2 separate regions of the Anser cygnoides genome follow, and region 2 is linked to region 1. Evidence: chromatin contacts called from public Hi-C data. All regions are on one chromosome and are shown on one strand. Each heading gives the region's core, a stretch centred on a gene start, on an enhancer-like site or on the middle of the called end of the contact. The rest is flanking DNA. Distances are from core to core; before and after follow the strand shown.

Region 1 (3,582 bases), core at 499-2,998:
CGTGGGTCTGCTGGGAACAACATGGGGCTGCCGGGAATGCCACAGCACCTGGCTCACCCCGGCCGGGCCGCATTCCCCGGGAAGGGCGAGCACAAACAAACCGGGCCAGCAGGCGCGGAGATGGGGGCAGCCTCCGTGGCAGGTGCCACCGGGATTCCTCAGGGCTTCCTCAGCTTCCACCGGCCTAAAAATGCCACGCTTGCGAGGTACGCTTAGGAATCCCCGAAGACTCTCCATTAAGTCGCTAATTGGCGCTAATTATTGTGATGATGATTTATGAGCACCGGTAATGTGCTCGGTGTTAAGAGACTGCAGAGCGGTGCCGGTCCCCAGCCGGAGGCTGTGGTGGCCAAGGGAGATACAAACATCACAAGAAGCATCTCCTGGAAAGGCAGCATCCCCTGGCACCGCAGAGAGCACCTCGTGGTGGGTGAAACCAGACCAGGGAGAGGGGAAACGGGTGTTTGGGTCACCCAGGTCCCCCCCCTCACCAGCACCATCAAGGGCTGTGCTTCTGCTCCAGCTGCTTGGAAAAGCTGTCGTCTCCACCACCTCGGGGTGTTTTCCCAGAAGAAGCAGAGGAGGGGAATGTCATGATTATTCGAGCAATATTAACAGCCTCTCCTCCACCCCCAAGCTCATCAGGGGAGACCCAAATGCACAGGCTCTGCCTGACAAGTGTAAGATTTGCATGATGCATGGGTTGTGCATTTTTTTGCATTTGCATTTTTTTCTGCCTGAAGACCTTTGCTTCGTTTTTCTCCCTGCAGAAAACAGTAATCTTTGCCATGGCTGGTTGCACTGCACTCTTCCCTTTCCCTCTTAGCCAAGATGTGGCTGTAGGCAGGTTCCCCAAGGTATTTTAAAGACAGTCTGGCTCTGCACAGCACTCAAGATCTAAGGAAGGGAAGAAGATGAAGAGAGACGCTTGCTTTTTTTTCTGGCAGGGCAGAGTGAGCCACAGGAAATGTCCCCCTTTTTAGGATACAAGAGGCTCTTCCCCTTCTTCTTTCGGTGGCAGAGTAGCACAGGTAGCTCTCTGCCCAGGGAAATGCAAAGGGAAAGCAGCTGCATGTAGGTCAGGGCCTCAGATTTTGGTACTCCTCAGCCAACAAGCACTTGCAAACCTCCACCTCCCTGTCTTTGGAGAGCCATTTCTTGTATAGCAAGTGTTGCCCCCCTCTTTCTCTGGTGAAAGAAATGGACTGAATCAGTAATGGCATCACCTACAGAGCCCTTTATTCAGTGCGCTATCAAAATCATTGTATGCATCTTTCTTCGCACAATTTTATTTCACGGCCTAAAACTAATAAAGGAGAGGGGGCTTAGAAATCCAGTTGAAAACAGCATGTTGTGTGGTAAATGAACGCTGTCTGGTAGCATTTGCAAATCTGCAGCAGGGCCTTGTGCATCAAGCTGCACAGGAAGAGGGCCTGGCTACAGAGGGAAGAATAGATTTTTCCTTGTCTCTCTTTTTTTTTTTGATTCAATCCGAAAGGATAAAAAAAAGGGGGCTGATAACGTGCAGTGAAAGCTAAACAAGATGTTTGAAATTCACTGCTAAGTCAGGCAAGGCATTGCTCAATGCTCAGGAACGGATGTGGTTAAAATCCACGGCTCTGAGCCCCGGCGAGGGGTGTTTCCCCACGCCAGGCCCTCCCGGGGCAGCTTTGTGTCGGGCTGTGCCTCACCTCCGCCTCCCGTGCACCGCGAGCACAAACCAGCAGGCTCGCGAGAGGAGCGCCGGCCAGGATTATTTTTAGCCTGAAAACATCCCTTTAAAGTCCATAGCTGACATCGATCTGCGGTGCGTCCGCGCCTGAGCAAAGTCTGATACGAAACGTGCTTTTAAAAGTCGCAGAGGGGTGAAGGCAAACACGGCCTGCAGCTCAGAGCTCGCACCGCCTGTTTGTCAGGGCAGCCCTCGGTGCCGCGAAAATGGATCGCTGCCCATCAGAAGTCATCCAGGAGGAAAGCTGGGCCCTGCTGGACAGCCCCTGGTTTTCGTATCTGTTGCCCAGGCATTACCACAACAGGCTGGAGCGAGGGATGCTTCGCATTGCCTCGCAGTGACAGAAAGGGGCCCTGCAGAGAACGCGTCACCTGCCACCAGGAAGGGCACGCAGGGTGGCACATCTGCGGTGTGGGACCAGCCCGGCAGAAAAAAAATAAATGATGAACTCACAGGCTGTGAGTAACTCAGCTTCTGCGTGCCCACTTTGACATGGTACTTGAGGAAACTTGGCTCTGGACTGCAAGATTTCGCAAGCCGCAGGGCTCCTCACTCAAAAGGCCCCGTTCAAACACCAAGGCTTTCACCAAACCGCCTCAATAACCTGAACAGAGGCTGTGCAGCACCTTTCTGAGGTACCTTCAGGACTTCTATGGAAAAGGCCCATCAGACACATCACGGGCACAACACACGCACATAAAATGGCCTTTCTCCTGCCTGTGCCCACGTGGCGGGGCGGCCCTGCCTCCCCTTGGGTGCAATGAGCGGGGCAGGAGGGAGGCAGGAAGCTCTGTCTTGACCCTTACGGGACAATTTGCTGCCTGAAACAGCGTGCTGAGACGCGACAAGCTTTGTTTGGAAATGGGTATATCCAGCCAGGGGTCCTCAGGGGCAATAATGCATCTGTTTGACTTCCTCCATGGATTAGCTGTGTGTAAATCACTTATCGGTGCTCCCGCTCCCCCTCCACAGCTCTCCCCGTGTGCTGTGCTTGCTAAAAAAACGCAGCCCGCCTCTCCATCAACCAGTGACTTGGGACACATTGCCTGGAGTCTGACCTCAAAGCAGGGTGGGATTTGAATGTGAAACCCGCCCAGTTTGATCTGGCAAGGACTGCCGTGCTGCACAGCTTGTACGTCTTTAGTAAAAAGGCATGCCTTCAAACCCATCCTTTTCAGAGGACTGTCTCAGCTGTCAGCTGCCGTCTTCCCAGAGAAAGATCTAAAATTAGAGAAAAGCTGCCCTCCACTGCTGGAGAACACTGCTGCTGTGACATATGAAAGCAGCAAAAAGCTTCAAATAAAGGTCTTCTGCTCAGGCTCACGTAACAAGCAAGAAAGGCTTTGGGTCTTTCCTGTCCAGACCAGCGTTCGTGGGATCTGATTTAAATAGGCAGCTACAATACCAGTGCTCATCTTTGTCTGCCTAAGCGTTTATACTTTGCCTGCCATCATAAGCACCATTATTTTGACGGAAACCCACAGATCTGAGGGTTTTTCTTTTGAACACCTTTCTCAGAAATCCTGCTGGATGTCAGGAGACCCTACTCTTTTCAATAAATCAGTGAAGAAGAAAGAAATCCTCTGAGCAGAAGCAACGGCTCCAGACTCTTTCTGCAGTGTCTGCGATGAGACACGGACACCGGAGGAAGGGCCACGCTGTGTCTGCAGCACCGCAGACCGGGTGAACCTCACCACGTGCTCTCCATCGCTGCTCCTGCCATCCTGGTCTGTGGTCCGTGCCCCTGTTATGTGGTGTGTTTCCCCACCAGAGGGATTAGTGGGGTTCGCAGGGTGGAGCTGCTCTAAGGTGCCATGGCACGAGCAGCCCGAGTTTTGCAAAGGGATTGG
Region 2 (3,582 bases), core at 739-3,238, 55 kb after region 1:
GATTTGCATAACGTAAAACCGATTAACTTCTAGTTACCAAAGAGTGCTGCGGAGGAGAGGAGGCGATGCAGGAGACGGGGGAGGCAAGCGTCCCAGACCTATTCGGAGGCAGAGAAAAGCGCTGCCCGCAGTACATTCAGATACCTCCTGAAAAACAAGAGTCATTCCTAGGCTCCGCTCCAGCCCCCATGAATCGCTGCCTGCAAGCAGCCATGACTCGATCTTCTCAGATTTTGTTAAAGAGGCGCTGACCTTCACGCTCCCTGCTCGTACAGAACCTCTGCACGACTTGGTTGGGAATAGCTGACCAGCATTCGGGACGCGTACGGTGTGCTCAGTTCACTCATTTGCCAGTTTTAGGTCTGCCGAGTTACCATCGCTACCTAATCACCCCCTTTGGAAAAAGAAAAAACAAAAACCAACCAGCAAATCTCTTACACACGCACAGATTTCTGCGTCTATTAAGGCAGTGCCAGAAATAAGAACAACAGATGAATTTCAGATGTTAAAAATACCATTTAATTAATGAAACATAAATCATACCAAAAAGTTAAGTCACTTTTAGTCAATACATTTGCATTTATTTTAGAATATACTCTACATCTGAGTAAAAAAGTTTTAAATAGGCTTCAGTACATGTACAACCGTGGAACCCTTCATCCTCCCAGTGAACTGGGGTGTTTGCGAGTCCACCAGGTCCCGTCCTGGGTAAGACGAGCAATTTTAAGCCGGTCTCGTTATTTTCATCGGCTTGTCTTTAGCCTCAGACCGGCCAGCTACGCAAACCGCTCATACACCACGTACAAACTCACCCTCCCTGCCCGGAGAGGCACAGCGCGCCCCACACCATACAAAAAAAAAAAAAAAATTAATAAACTAGTATCGATTAATTTACACCTCTCTCTCTCTGTTTGTGCGTTGGTAAAAACGACTGCAGTCCCGGGAACACGCGGGGAGACCCCACCCCCGTTATGAAAGTAGTGCAAAACAAGGGGGGGGGCCCTGCGGAGGGAACCCCGCTCCCTCCGCCGCCCCCCGTCCCGTCCCGTCCCGTCCCCCCCGTCCCCCGCCCCGCGCTCCCACCCTCACTGCCCCCAGCTGCCGAAGCCGATCTCCTGCTTGTATCGGTTGGTGAGCACGTTGGCCTTGCGGGTGAGCTTGGAGAGCACCGTGTGCAGGCCGCTGAGGTGGTAGTGGAACTGCTGCTCCAGGTCCTCCTCCGCCTCGCCCTCCTCGGCCGGCCCGCCGCCCAGCTTGTCCTTCTTGCGGGCGGCCTCGTCGGCGGCCGGCGGCTGCTGCACCACGCCCCACTCGATGTCGTTGCGGATGGACTTGAGCAGCACGTAGTGGCTGTACATGTCCCGCCGGGAGAAGTAGGCGCCGGGGCTGCCGGTCGGCAGCGCGGCCTCCCGCTCCGGGCAGACGGCGCCCGCCGCGTCCAGCTCCTCCAGCAGCAGCGGCACGTCGCGCAGCAGGCTGGGCACCATCACCGTCTGGTCCATGTTGTTGACGGCGCCGATGAAGCGGTTCATGGCGTTGAACAGGGAGTACTTCTGGCTGTACGAGTCGCAGATCTGCATCATGACGGCGGGGCCGACCTCCTCCTCTTCCTCCTCCTCCTCGCTAGGCGCACCGGCTGCCCTCCGCCGTGCCTCGGCTCCTGCTTTCCCGTGGGGAAGCCCTGCGGGGAGGCGGGGGTTAGGGCTCGTGCTGCACCGAGGCTTTTCCACGCTCCCACCCCGCAGCCGCCTCCATCCTCCCCCCTCCGCCCGAAAAGCCAGGAAAAAGCCCCCAAAATAACACAACAACAACAAAAGGCACCCACGGGCCGCTGGCACCCACCGTGTCCCGCAGCCGCTCCCCGCCGCCGTCAGCCCGCCGCCGCCCGTGTCCCCGCTCCCATCCCCGGCGCCCTATTTATAAGCGCCTATCTCCCGACGAGGTGTTCCCCAGTGCCACCCCCCCGCGCCGCCGGGCCAGATAAAGGCGGCGGGCGGCGGCCCGCGGCTCGGCGGCGGCTCCGCCTCTCGCCCCACGCCGGGGGAGGGAGGCAGGGAGGGAGGCGGGGAGGGAGGGAGCGAGGCCGCGGCCGCGGGGACGGCGCCGCCTCAGGCGCCCGCCCGCCTCCGCCAGGGGGCCGCCGCTGACTGACGGGGCCACGCGGGCCCCGCGTGCAGCCCGCCTTCCCGCCGCCCGCCCATTGGCTGCCGGCCGCGCGGCGGGCGTGACGCGGCGGCCGCGCGCGCACGGCCCCGCGTGCACGGCCGGCCCGGCCCCGCGCGCGCGCGCGGCCCCCCGCGGCGCGGAGCCGCCTGGCAGCGGCCGCCGGCCGGCATCACCCCACGGCCTCACCTCCGCGCCCAGCCAATCGGCGGCCCGGCTCCGCGGGACCCCCAGCCAATCGGAGAGCGGGCGGGGGGGGGGGCGGCCAATCAGAAAGAGCAGCCCCCCCGCCGCGTCCCTAGTAACAGGAGGCCTCGCGGGAGCGGCCGCCGCGGGTCACGTGGGGGGAGCGCGTTGCCGTGGCGACGGGGCAGCCGCGGGGAGGGGCGGGGCCGGCGGGCGGCGCGCGGGGGAGCGGCTAACGGCCGGCGGGCAGCCGTTAGGGGGGTGCTGCCTCAGGAGCCCCTCAGGCGCAGTGCTGGCACGGGTCGGCCGGCTGTCGTTTTTTTTTTTTTATTATTATTACTTTTTATTTTTATTTTTAACTTCCTTATGTCCCGATCAGCTTTGATGTGCGGCGTTAAATCTCTCTCATTTAATTAAAAGGCTTCTTAATGTGCCTTGCGAGTCCGTGTGCTTGTTGTTAAACCCGCCAATAACATTATAATGTGTGTCGCTGATAGGGTCCCATGGCTCTCTGACTGAGCGAGCCCAAGAAACGTGTATCTCTAACCCCAGAGTCACGCCGGGGCCCAAAGCTTTGTATGCAAGTAGCACTTCCCTAACGTATTTCTTTATCTGTGTCTGTTACTGAGCCGCTTCTGGTATCGGCAAGTCAAGTCCTCCATAAATCAGCCCTCCGTAAGTCATAATTAGAAGCGCTGAGGCAGGTGGGTGCTGGAGAAGCAGGGCTGGTGGTGGCCGGCGGCAGCGCCCGGCCGCTTTCCGGAAGGGCTGGCAGTTGTGGCAGCACCGTGCGCAGGGCCTGCCGATGCCAAAACTCGCTCTTCGGCAGCGACCGGGCAACAAACCACCTTTGTCTGCGGTGGTCCCAGCGTGTGTGCTGGCGCGGGGCCGGTGCTGTTGTTTAACACTTCTCTCTCACCCTTTCCCTTTCTGAGTCCAGTCGTACCAAGCTCTGAACCAAGGAAACCCGTCACCTCTCATCCAGAAGGAACGTATGTAATTTATCATTTTAATTGATGTCTCTCCATGAGTTTTGTATTATCAGCACTTGTAGCTTAACATGCTAATGAACGGGGTAAGTAGAAACCTAATACGTTAAAGGAATGCAGACCAATTTGTCTGAGTCCCGCTGAGATCTGAGGCATAACTTTTGCAAAGATTTACTCGCGTTCCCCCCGTCGTTCACGTGGCTGCCTCTTCCTCCTGTTTCTGCAGCTCCGCTGTGAAAGGAAC

The links. A called contact is a pair of places that touch in the nucleus more often than the background predicts.
Region 2: a Hi-C map of fetal liver shows a contact between it and region 1, with 2.0 times the contacts expected there. The contact joins the promoter of MID1IP1 here to the enhancer-like site in region 1. A contact is called at or near these places in 4 of 7 Hi-C or Micro-C datasets (fetal liver and liver).

The regions. Positions count from the first base shown.
Region 1 is chr1:121,048,678-121,052,259 of Taihu_goose_T2T_genome, forward strand. No RefSeq gene overlaps it. Among named protein-coding and RNA genes, the nearest start is that of MID1IP1, 55 kb to the right of the region's middle. Within about 2 kb of position 1,749, at least 1 of the 3 cell types and tissues checked has open chromatin away from gene starts, as enhancers often do. A contact at or near this core is called in fetal liver, where this site is marked.
Region 2 is chr1:121,103,098-121,106,679 of Taihu_goose_T2T_genome, forward strand. MID1IP1 (MID1 interacting protein 1) reads right to left here and starts at 1,989. Exons shown (of 2, transcript XM_048052841.2): 1 at 1,843-1,989; 2 at 497-1,681. The coding sequence starts at 1,583. The coding sequence ends at 1,086.